2 separate regions of the Zea mays genome follow, and region 2 is linked to region 1. Evidence: chromatin contacts called from public Hi-C data. All regions are on one chromosome and are shown on one strand. Each heading gives the region's core, a stretch centred on a gene start, on an enhancer-like site or on the middle of the called end of the contact. The rest is flanking DNA. Distances are from core to core; before and after follow the strand shown. Region 1 holds the start of LOC100502520 (potassium high-affinity transporter). Region 2 has its middle 65 kb from the start of LOC100284094.

Evidence for each region. Hi-C and Micro-C count contacts between places; a contact is called where the count stands out from the background.
Region 2: a Hi-C map of tassel shows a contact between it and region 1, with 5 times the contacts expected there. The contact joins the enhancer-like site here to the promoter of LOC100502520 in region 1. A contact is called at or near these places in 9 of 25 Hi-C or Micro-C datasets (bundle sheath, ear, endosperm and 2 more).

What each region holds. Positions count from the first base shown.
Region 1 is chr2:63,928,916-63,934,946 of Zm-B73-REFERENCE-NAM-5.0, reverse strand. LOC100502520 (potassium high-affinity transporter) reads left to right here and starts at 2,626. Exons shown (of 9, transcript NM_001357849.1): 1 at 2,626-2,808; 2 at 3,987-4,517; 3 at 4,614-4,862; 4 at 4,963-5,013; 5 at 5,103-5,363; 6 at 5,492-5,544; 7 at 5,686-5,800; 8 at 5,886-6,031. The coding sequence starts at 4,157.
Region 2 is chr2:64,121,486-64,127,516 of Zm-B73-REFERENCE-NAM-5.0, reverse strand. No RefSeq gene overlaps it. Among protein-coding and RNA genes, the nearest start is that of LOC100284094, 65 kb to the left of the region's middle. Within about 2 kb of position 3,541, at least 17 of the 20 cell types and tissues checked have an H3K27ac peak or open chromatin away from gene starts, as enhancers often do. A contact at or near this core is called in bundle sheath, ear, leaf and 1 more, where this site is marked.

The DNA of each region.
Region 1 (6,031 bases), core at 1,377-3,876:
AGAGGTAACCAAACAACACATATTATTAGGTGTATTATGTAATCTAGGTATCAAGATTATGATAATAGATAGGCAGGTCAATAGATGTTTATAGAATCTATAAGCTAGATTATATAGTCTTAGGCCCTATCAGTTTCCTCTATAGATTATATAATCTAGCTTAAATAAGTTAAGAGGTAAACAAACAACATGGATTATTATGTGGATTATGTTGAGTCCATGAAAAATTTCATGAATTTCTGAACATGGACTACATAGTCTTATGCAATAAGTTAAAATGAAATAGAAAAAATATGGCATATTATAGATTTTATGGTTTAAACATTTTTAGGATTATATATGGACATATGTTGCGCCTACGTAAAATTTCATGAATTTCTGATGCTATTTGCTTATTATTATTTTTCTTCGGATAATCATCAAAATGCACACGGCTATCAAAAAGATACACCCGAAAAGATCCGAGAAGAGATATTTGAAAATATATCCGGATATCTGAAATCTTACGGATATCAACCATCTCATATTCGTATTCGATTTCCGAACTAAATTATCCGAATCTAAATCTGAAAATCCGAATATGCTGCGGATATCGAAAAAAAATCTATCCGACCGGACAATTGGCCTCTTCGGACGGTCGGATGCTTAGATAATATCCATACCGTTTACACCCCTACAAAATAAGATGGCATTGATAAAATATTATGTGTAACCCCCTTGACAAAACAAAATATTGGTGCCAACAATGAAAACCGTAGCCGGCGCCTGGCGCGTGCATGATCTTGGGAAGTCGATTAAACAAGTAGTATATGTGTAGTGCACACAGTGTGCCTAACCTTTCAGGATGTCAAGAGACATATTAAGACACTGACCACTACTACATAGTATATAAATTCGATTGTATATACTATCGTAGTTCATTTTGAGAGTGATAAAAATACATCTCTATTGCTGATTTCAAACGTATCCTAGTGTTTAATTATTGCTGATTCTATTGGGATTCGACTCTATCTATATTCCTTTTTGAACTAAAATTGTTTATGGGCTCAAAAGGATCGTGAATAAACATTTGAATTTGTGATCCATTACCATCCTTATGTAGGTCTCAGCAAGGCCTACAACTTTTATATAAATCAGCTGTGTCTTATAAATAATAATTTTCCAAGGTTAAGTATTGATATAATGGGTGGCATGGCAGATATAGCTGCCGCTCCGGCCTCAAAAAGTGGTTTGGCAAGTAGTCTAGGAGGAACATATGCAGTAGACTCCCCCCCCCCCCCCCCCCCCCCCCCCAAAAAAAAACGCTCTTCGCGGTGAAACACATTATTGTGGCAATGCACATATGGTGTGGCGGTATGATTTTGTACAAAAGGACTAGAAACAAACATAAAACATAGGTGGGGTCATTTTTAAAACATGACTTCAAAAAAAAAAGATCCCCAAGGATATTAAAAAAAAAGAAATTCCCATGGAAAGGAACCCTTGAATATCCTAGTGCTGGATTTTGTCGTTATCTATTTATCACCACAACCTGATACAGATGAAGTGTACGGTATCCTTTTGGGTGGACTGGGACTAGCTGGGACAATGCAAATATAGAAAATGGCAAATCAGGCAATTAGTTGTCTGCCGCCGGAGGGCAACAAGGGCCATATGTGATATGTGTTTTGTCCCATGGTGAACCAGATGCTATGCTACTCCCCTTCTGAGTTCTTTATGACACGGAATAGGCCCGCGCGGAGGCATGTGCGGCCCGTGCTCACGAACAGGGCCCCAATCCTTCAAGGCCCCTAAAATAATAGTCACCAATAGTTTAATCAGTACACAGTTCAGTAATTAGCTCAGTAAGGAAAATAAATCAACTAATCTTTAAGCAAATCTTCTTCTCATGAGTTAAATCAGTTGTTTGTGTGGTATCTTTGTCTTTGATCACGACTACATCTCCATTTAAACGTAAATGTCGTTCAAGATTTCATTTTAAGGAATAATACTATCCAAGTAAAATTATACAATATAAAATTGAATAGACAGCTAGACACAATTCTTAATATAATATTTTTATCATATTATCATAGCCTATATTAGTGTAGTTCTAGTTTATAGATTGATATTCCGGAATTTTGTACAGGGCCTTAGATTTTACTGGCCCGGCCCTCAAAACTCGATCAGAGCACATCCAGTACAAAGCACCGCAGCGGCTGCGCTGATATTAAGGTGAGCTAAAGTTTAAAATTAATTTTAGATTTATTTTGTAGTTTAGAATTAGAACATTAGACGACGAAATCTAAACAGCTGGTAAAGTCTACGACGGGTGCGGCGGAAGACTAGTAGGAAGCCGCTCCCCTGATGGCTGCAGCAGGCCTGCCTGCAACTCGCTCCTTTTTTTCTGCATACCGCCACCGCGTCCAATAATACACATACACCGCGCCGCTGCATTATTCACGTTTTCTACGGTTGTTCCCCCCCCCCCCCCCCCCCTTCTCTGTCTCTCTCTTTCCACGGGACGCCCCTGCGCTGCGCTCGCCACTCTCTCTCTCTCTCTATCTTCCGCTCGTCGTCTCTTTGCGTGCGTGCTCCTCTATTTAAGGCCGACTCCTCCCTCGGCGGCAGGAGGGCTTCGTGTCACAGCTAACTAGCGTCCCCCTGCTCTGCTCTGCCTCCTTTCGTCACAGCCTCGCCTCGGCGGACGACCAACAAGGTCGCCGGCCAGCCAGGGCGGACGGTCGCCTGCTGCTGCTGCTGAACCCTGCACCACCTCGGCGGCGTCGTCCTCTTCGTCAGCTAGCAAAGCATTCCCTGGCTACATAGGTAAGGAAAGAAACCCTTCTTTGTTTGTTCGTCTTGCTGTCATTTTGTTGTTCCCTGCGTCAGTACAGTAATCCCCCCCCCCCCCCCCCCCCCCCCGGGCACGCACAAGCCTGTTTGGAAGTTGCAGTCGTACGCAAGGGACCTCTTCCTAGCCTTTCCCACAGTCTCCATCTCGATATGCAGTTCAGATCATCTATCCAGAAACAAGAGAAGAAAAAAATAAAAGATCGTGCACCAAGAGATTGCGTGTGGAAATTGAATGGCTCCCTGGCCTTCGTTTACACCCTCTCCGCCAAAAATCTCTGTCAGTCGCTAGTAGCAGCAGCGGGTAAAAAAGAAGAAGAGGAGGTTGATGCTCGCCCTGAGCGCTCATGATGCCCACGTGTCAGCAAGAGCGTTGAAGGTCGTAGCATCGAGGTCAAGGGTACCTCCAATGGCGTCCGTTTACGGCCTGATTACCCCTTAAACTAATCTTGTTTAGTTAGTTTATTATGTACTATATCGTATTTGCCTTTTGGCACCGAGCGAGGGTCGGTGTACAGTGTACACGACCCGAGGCGATCCGTGGGAAATATACATTAACAACTCAGCTTCCGGATCGTGCAGCTCAAATTTCTTGTCAGATGGGTTGGTGTGCACAGCTGATTAGCTGAGATAGTACTTTAATTACTAATTAATAATAATAATAACAGGTCAGGGGAAATTTTGTATGACGTCACAGTTTTTTTTGGAGGATGAAATGGGGGGTGGTGGGCGGCGGCTGATTCCAGCTCTCGGCCGCTCCATCACGCCGTCGCCTTCACTGTGTTTTGTTTGGAGTCGCCTCCCTGTGACTGACGTCTGGAGCCCACTAGTGCGTTGACCAGACCACATAGCGCTGCTGTTTCTCTCACTCCACGCGCTGCCAGTTAATAATTTGCGGGTGGTTTCTTTTCTGGATCCAGGCAATTGTGGTTGTAGAATTGATACATGCCGTAGCATTTCGCCAAGTATTAATGACACCATCACCACGCGGATTATTCACTGGCAACGTGACAAAATCCCGACTGTCAGTCAGATCGATAGTACTACCCAAAGAACTTGTTTCGCACAGTTGTGCTGCTGATTTAACTACACCCAAAGAAGGATGTTGTTGTGAAATGTGAATGTAAAACAAAGTCGTTGCTTCGCTGTCACAGGGATCAGCAGTCACGCCACCAAACAGCCTTGGGAATCAGCTGGCGCGGCTTGATTGATTAGGGCGCGTGGGGACTCTCCGGAGAGAGCAGACAGACTACTCGATCCGTCGTTCCAAGGCGTTGGGACGTACTTGGGGAGAGGGATACCCACCCAACCGAGGCGGGCGATAATGTCGCTGGAGGTGGACAACCCAGCTGGAGGAGCAGGCGGCGGCGGCGAGTCGGCCAACCGGCTCAGCCTGAAGCGCCACGACTCGCTCTTCGGCGACGCGGAGAAGGTGTCCGGCGGCAAGTACCACGGGTCCGAGGGCAGCTGGGCCCGGACGCTGCACCTGGCCTTCCAGAGCGTGGGCATCATCTACGGCGACATCGGGACGTCGCCGCTCTACGTCTACTCCAGCACCTTCCCCGACGGCATCAAGTACAACGACGACCTGCTGGGCGTGCTGTCGCTCATCATCTACACCCTCATCATCATCCCCATGCTCAAGTACGTCTTCGTCGTGCTCTACGCCAACGACAACGGAGACGGTGAGCAGAGTATATTTCTTTGTATTTATTTACTGATCAACGACACGAGCACTGATCGATCTGCTGCTTTTCTCTCTCTCTCTCTCTCTCCCCTAGGCGGCACGTTCGCGCTCTACTCGCTCATCTCGCGGTACGCCAAGATCAGGCTGATCCCCAACCAGCAGGCGGAGGACGCCATGGTGTCCAACTACAGCATCGAAGCGCCGACCTCGCAGCTGAAGAGGGCGCAGTGGTTCAAGCAGAAGCTCGAGTCCAGCAGGGCAGCCAAGATCCTGCTCTTCACCCTCACGATCCTCGGCACGTCCATGGTCATGGGCGACGGCACCCTTACGCCGTCAATATCTGGTAATAACGGAAACATCTAGCTAGCTAGTTACTGGCATGGAGTAACTAACTAACTATCTAACTAATGTGTCCTTTGTTCATGGATGTGGGTGTTCTGCAGTGCTGTCTGCGGTGAGCGGGATCAAGGAGAAGGCGCCAAACCTGACTCAGAGTACGTGGAATATAATCGAAGAGCTAGCGCCTGCTGGCATGGTCAATGCATGACCAACTGCATATATGACTATTTTTAATTTGCTGCAGCGCAAGTGGTCTGGATCTCCGTGGCGATTCTCTTCCTGCTCTTCTCCGTCCAGCGCTTCGGCACCGACAAGGTTGGCTACACCTTCGCCCCGGTCATCTCGGTGTGGTTCGTCCTCATCGCCGGCATCGGGCTCTACAACCTCGTCGTCCACGACGTCGGCGTGCTGCGGGCCTTCAACCCGTGGTACATCGTGCAGTACTTCAAACGGAACGGGAAGGAAGGGTGGGTTTCGCTTGGCGGTGTCATCTTGTGTGTCACAGGTAACCACCCCGCCTCCTCCCCCCCTTTTTGTTTTTGTTTTGCCCTGACCACAAAAGAGAGAACTGCATAGTGCAAATCCTTGGCATTTTTGTATGCATGCGACCTGAATTCTCAATGTCCGCGACAGGCACGGAAGGCATGTTTGCTGACCTAGGACACTTCAACATCCGGGCCGTTCAGGTAATATATATATAATGGCCAAGAACAAGACCTAATTAAACTTGTAATTTGACCCAGAGGCCAGAGCCAGATGTGTCACACAAGACACAACACAACCTTGTAATCTGACAATGGCGCTTGTGTATTATTTTCCTCCTGCAGATCAGCTTCAACGGCATCTTGTTCCCATCGGTGGTACTGTGTTACATCGGCCAAGCGGCGTACCTGCGGAAATTCCCGGAGAACGTCGGAGACACCTTCTACAAATCCATCCCAGGTTTAAATAATCCATAGAACAATGGGCTTTCACATCAATAATAAATAAAGGCCCAACTAACTGACACGTTTGTTCAATTCCGCAGCACCTCTGTTCTGGCCAACCTTCATCATCGCAATCCTTGCTGCCATCATCGCAAGCCAGGCGATGCTCTCTGGCGCGTTCGCCATCCTCTCCAAGGCCTTGTCGCTGGGCTGTCTCCCCAGGGTGCAAGTGATCCACACCTCCAAG
Region 2 (6,031 bases), core at 2,292-4,791, 190 kb before region 1:
GCGGTGATGTAGAGGTCGGCTTCCCGGAATAGTTGCTCGGAGGTAGTCAGCGCCTTCTGTAATATGGTTCGGACGAAGGCCGAGTCATTGGATCCTCTGTAGAAGTCCTCGATCACTGCCGCCTCCACGACCTCGGGGATACGATTTCTCATGGTCTGGAACCTTTTGAGGTACGACCGAAGAGTTTTGTCCCCCCGACGCTTGATGGATTTGAGGTCCCATGGTTGCGCCGGTTTGTCGGAGAGGGACTGAAAGTTGGCGGTGAAGCGCCGACTGAAGTCACTCCAGTCGTCGATGCAGTGTCGGGGTAGATGTCGCAGCCACTGCAGCGCGTCTTGCCCGAGGACAATGGGTAAGTACACGGTCATTACGTCCTCGGTCGCCCCAGCAGCTCGAGCAGCGGTGGTGTAGACGGCCAGCCAGCCTCCTGGATCCTGCTTAGGTTCATATTTGTCGACATTGGATACCTTGAAGTTAGGGGGCCATTGAATGGCCCTGAGGCGTGGAGTTAGTGCCGATACTCCACACGTGTCCTCCTGGCGTCGATGATGTTGTCTGTCCCGGGGAGGGGAGTGATCGTCGTGGTGCCTCGACCGTCCCCGGGCGGTGCCTCCGGTTGAAGCCGTGGCCGACTCGGTCCTGGTAGCCTGACTCCGTGCTGGGATGCCATGGTCTCGGTCGTACTCTTCCCGGCGGCGGATCTTGTTCTCGTGTCGTCGTTCACGCGAGGCATTGATGGAGCTCCGCGCGTCCCGGCGACTGTTGATGGTGTGTCGTAGATCGTTCGGCGGGTGAGCGAGGGGTAGAAGGTGATTGACTGCCTGAGTGAACAGCCGCCGATAGCCCTCGGCGTCGGGAGTCCGAGGGAGGCCATCAGCTATCCGAGCCAACACCCCTCCAACTTCACTCAGCGTGTTCATGGCTCGGGCGAAGTCGGGGTTCAGGTTGCACCCGAAGAGTGGATTTTCCCGACGTTGCCTTGCCTCCTGCTCGGCCTGTTCTTGAGCCCGTCGACGATCGCGCCGTCAGGAATTCCTTCGTTCCCTGAAGACACGTTCTTCCGGAGTTTCTCCTATCTCCGAGACCTCGTCTCGCGATACGGGTTGCGCTGGGTCCCGCTCCCCGGCCTCGTGATGTCGCCGGATATTTCGGCGTCGGTTCCTCCGTCTGCGGGATTCCCGCTGAGGAGGTTCCTCTCCGGGCGCAGTCGGCTCGTCGTCAGAGACGGGGGGCGACTCCACTCTCCCGATGAAGAGGACGTCGGGGTAGAATGGAGTAGCTGTCACGGCGATCTTCTTTCTGTTCTCCTTTGAGGGCAGAGGCACAGAAAGATCAGCTTGATGATCCTTTGTTTCCTTTCTCCTTGTGATTCGTGTCCATTCTTTCGTCGGAGAGGTGGACAACAGAGTTCTCCGGGCTGAGGGACCTTCAGCCCCTATCTTGCCGGGGGTGATCTTTTTTTGGAGCGCCGGAGGTTGCGTTTTTTCCTGCCTAACCCCATTTTTCTCGGAGGTTTCTGAGGAAGGCTTTCTCTTCGGCGGATCTGCGAGGTGATGCAGAGTTCCCTCCTCATCCGCTACAGATGAGATAGTACCGAAGCAAAATATGGATCCAGGGCGGAGGATGATCTTGTGCTGGAAGGTGACGGCCATTGAGCTAGCTTGGATCGATGACACACCCCCTACCTGGCGCGCCAGCTGTCGGTGTTTTGGGTCCGACTGCGCACCCGGGGTTGCTCCTCAAGGTGCTTTTTGGAGTAGGACGGTGTTATCCACTGTAGCTCGATGGTTCGTGCTAAATGCACGAGAGATAGTGGACAGTTGTGTACAGGTTCGGGCCGCTTTGAGATGCGTAACACCCTACGTCCTAGCTGGAATGCCTTATGTGGTGGGTTACAAGGGAGCTCTCTAGTGCCGGAAAACGTAGAGAGCGGGGTGGATGGCTAAGTGATGATTGATGTCTCTCTCGATCGATCGTCTTGAAGGGGTGCCCCCTAGGCCTTATATACTCGATCGTGGGACATTACATGTGGATATGATAACAACGTGAGCCGGAATAGTAGTGAACTAACTGAGTCTATCTTCCTATAATTCAGCCGACTCATCCTCGCCCAGTTCCGACGTACGGGGCTCCTGTGCGGGAAGGTCGGGTCACTGCTGCAATTACTGCTCGGATGTTGTTGGGCCGTCTGGGCTTGTACCGATCAGACCTTGTGCTGATTTGTCTCACTGTTCGTTCCTCCCAGGCCCACGAGGGGGATGACCTTATGAATTAAGGGGTCTTTGGGCCTCTCGTGAGGTCTTTTATCCTTCTAGTGGACCCGGTGGATATCTGTCCCCCACACGAGCGCTTCGCTGTACCGAGTGTCCTGCACTCGGTAAACTGTCTCGTTACCGAGCGCAGGACTTTGCCGAGGGTGGCACTCGGCAAATAGTCTTTGCCGAGTGTCCGATAAAAAACACTTGACAAAGACTTCGGCACTCGGCAAAGGCCCCATATAGAGATATATGGGTCAGGGAATCCAAAGTGTCTCGTATTCCTCAATTCATCTATAACGTTTTTTTTTTGTTTTTTTTCCGTATCTTTGAATTTAGGTCTACTGCTTTATTGCTGCAGGTTTTGCAAAAGCAAACTTCAAATGAATGCGGTGAATGCACTCAAACATGTCTCCTCGCTCGCAACCAAACAAGACGAGCTAATAACCAATATCCAGACTTATTCAGGCGTGACATTTGGGCGTTGCTGTCTATCTCAGGTGAGCAGCCTCCATCGATTAATATTTCTAAATTTCGACGACGCGCGTGACATGGCGCTTATTAATTTAGTTAAATTCGTGTGTGGCGTACCCGCGTAAACATATTCAATTATTCAGTGCTAATTAACGTGCCGACGACAGATCCTCAGTAACCAGTTTGGGGTGAATTAATTAGCAAGCTTCGAAGTATGTCCCTCTGGTCGGTACCCGAGAGATACAGCTTCCCTTCTCGCTGCAGATGTGACTAAAACGTTGGAGACGCTAGATCCACCAGAATCATCGAACGATACGTGTGTGAGAGAGAGAGAGTGGAGATGGCAACAGGGGGCGTTCCCCGACAGGGAACCGGAGTATAGAACGATGAATGAAGTGGTTAACAAGTCACCCACCCCCGCGAAACCAGCTGTTGGAGAGCGGGAAGAGACGGCAATCTCAAGGAGATACGTACGATCGAGACAACAATGAAACATAAGAAAATTCCCAATGACGACAACCAGATGTGGCTCCATTATTTTACGTCGATGGTTGCGATGATGACTGAAATATCATATAGTACATATCAGTTGGTCAAGCAAATGTGCCCCAAAAGGGGATCCTGGCAGGAATCGCCAATAAAAAAAAGGCTCGGTGGTCGTCGATGGCTGCTGCGTTTGCGTAGAAACTTGAGCTGCTAAAATTGGGGATACGAAGAATTCGGGCCGTCAGCCCGTTCATGAATAATATGCACTTAAACGGGCCTGGGCCTAGAGGCGGCACATTCATGCTGGGGATACAAAGTAAACAACTATCCATCCAACTACATAATGATCCGGAAATCCTTACAAGAAGAGAAGTAGCCGTCAATCCAACTGGAACAGGGGGGTGGTTACGAAACGACGCACACTGACTCACGCGAACGCATTGCCGACGGGCGACGGCCGCGACGAGCCCCCCCTCCCTGTGTGGAACGAAGCATCTTGCTTGCGGATTCCATCCAGGGCGCGTACGGGCAAATAAAACCCATTCTCGGTTGCTTTGCTCGCGGGACGTCGACCAGTTTCCTTTCGTCACCTCTAGTACAGTGGAGTACAGTGTAGCCTGTAGTGCTACTGTAGTCTGTGGGTCTGAAGAACACGTTCGTTGGACGGAGAAACAGCCGGGACGGAGGCGCAGGATGGGCGCGCGGCGTCGCCGTCGAGGTGCTCTCCCCCACCCCCCCCCCCCCCCCCCCTCGTCAAATGCGGCGCCTGTAGTCCGCGCACACGTCGTCGGCCGAGACTCCGTGTTCCCTGCCTCCCACATCAGCTAGCTCACTCTATTTTGATAGCGATCCTGGTGATCGAGACCGCCCGGGCGGGCGGCGGTAAACTTACGCCTCCCCGTCTCTAGACCGCTACTGTCACGACAAACGCCACTCTCAACTACAAGATCGATCCATTATTAGGGTCTGTTTTGTAGTGTAGTATTTTTATGGTTTTACTGATAAAATATGGCATTGAGAAATGCTATGGGTTTTTGAGATACGTTTTGTGTTTGGTTGCTCCTTAAAAACTACAGTTCTAAATAGTATGGTATCTCTCAAACAACGATTTTTTTTACAGTATTGTACTTGAACCTAAAGTTTTCGGAAAAACGGAACCCTGTGTCCTTGATTACGCGCGTCCGACGTCTAGTTACGCGCTCTTTTTATGTCTCCCGTCTCTAGTCCGCTACTGTCACGGCAAACGACACTCCCAGCTCCAAGATCGATCCATTATTAGGGCCTATTTTGTACTGTAGTATTTTTATGGTTTTACTATAAAATTTCGACATTGAGAACTGCTATGGTTTTTAGGTACGTTTGTGTTTGGTTTGTCCTTAAAAACTACAGTTCTAAATAGCATGGTATCTCTGAAATTGTGGTTTTTACCGTATTGAATATTGTACTCGAACCTAAAGTTTTCGGTAAAACGGAACCGTGCGTCCTTGATTATGTGCGAACGACGTCTAGCTCACTCTATTTTGATATTGATCCTGGTGATCGAGACCGGGCGGGCGGGCGACGGTAAACTTACGCCTCCACGTCTCTAGACCGCGCAAACGACACTCATATCAACTCCAAGATCGATCGATTATTAGGGTCTATTTTGTAGTGGACTATTTTTATGGTTTTACTGTAAAACTATGGCATTGAGAAATGATATGGTTTTTTGAGATGCGTTTTGTGTTTGGCTGCTCCTTAAGAATTACAGTTCTAAATACCAATGGTATCTCTGAAACTACTGTTTTTTACAGTATTGAATATTGTACTCAAACCTAAAGTTTTCAGTAAAACGGAATATACATCCTTGATTACGCGCGTGTCCGGTGTCTAATTACGCGCTCTTTTTCCACTCGCGCGCTATTAACATGTACCTTCCTTTCCATCCCCCCAAACCCTCCTTATCCACGTAGCTCGTCTCGTACCGTACCGCCGCCACCGACGATGTCGTGTCTTCTCCATCCGAGATGCGAGGGCCAACAAATAAAACCAGATCTGATATGTCCTTCCTTTCTTCTCCCTTCCTTACCCAGCCTGCCTCTAGTCTTGGAAATGGTAGTGGTAGCGTCGAGCTCACCCCCACCGCCGCTAGTCTTTGGATGCCTCCATGCGAGCTCACCTCACCCGCAGAGTTCACCTCCAAGCGAGCTCCAAGCCGACGAGCCCCCTGTCCCCCTCGCTAACCTGCCTCCCCCGCCGAGCTCCTCTCCGCCCATTTGGAAGCTCTCAGCCTTCCTTGTTTGCGTGTGCACCGGACAGTGCATAGTACAACGATCAGCAGTGCTTTCCTTTTCTAGAGCACTGAACTGTCCGGTGAGGGGCACCGGACTATTTGGTGCGCCACCTGACCATTGGAGCCTGCTGACATGGTTGATAGCCGTTGGATGTCCATCACACTGGACTGTCCACGCGCTCTGTCCGGACCGTCCGGTGAATTATAGCACAGGGGCCCAGCTGAAGTCGAGAGCGGCCTCTTCGGCCGTAAAATCGTCGGACTGTCTGTTCCACACCAGACTACCTGGTGGGCGGCATCGGATTGTCCGATGCTGCCAGACCAGCCCATCTTCTCCTCTTTTGTGTCAAACTTCTTTGGTTTCTTTTTGCTAGACTTTAGGTGATCCCTAGCACTTTTTCTCATCTTTTCACAGGGGTTTACAATATGTCCAACCTCAAGTCCAAAAAGTGATTTTCTCTCACACTTATACCATATCTCACAAATTTGCATATATTAGATCCATGTTTGTGCTCTTTTGGACTTGACATCTTCAATTTGCTTG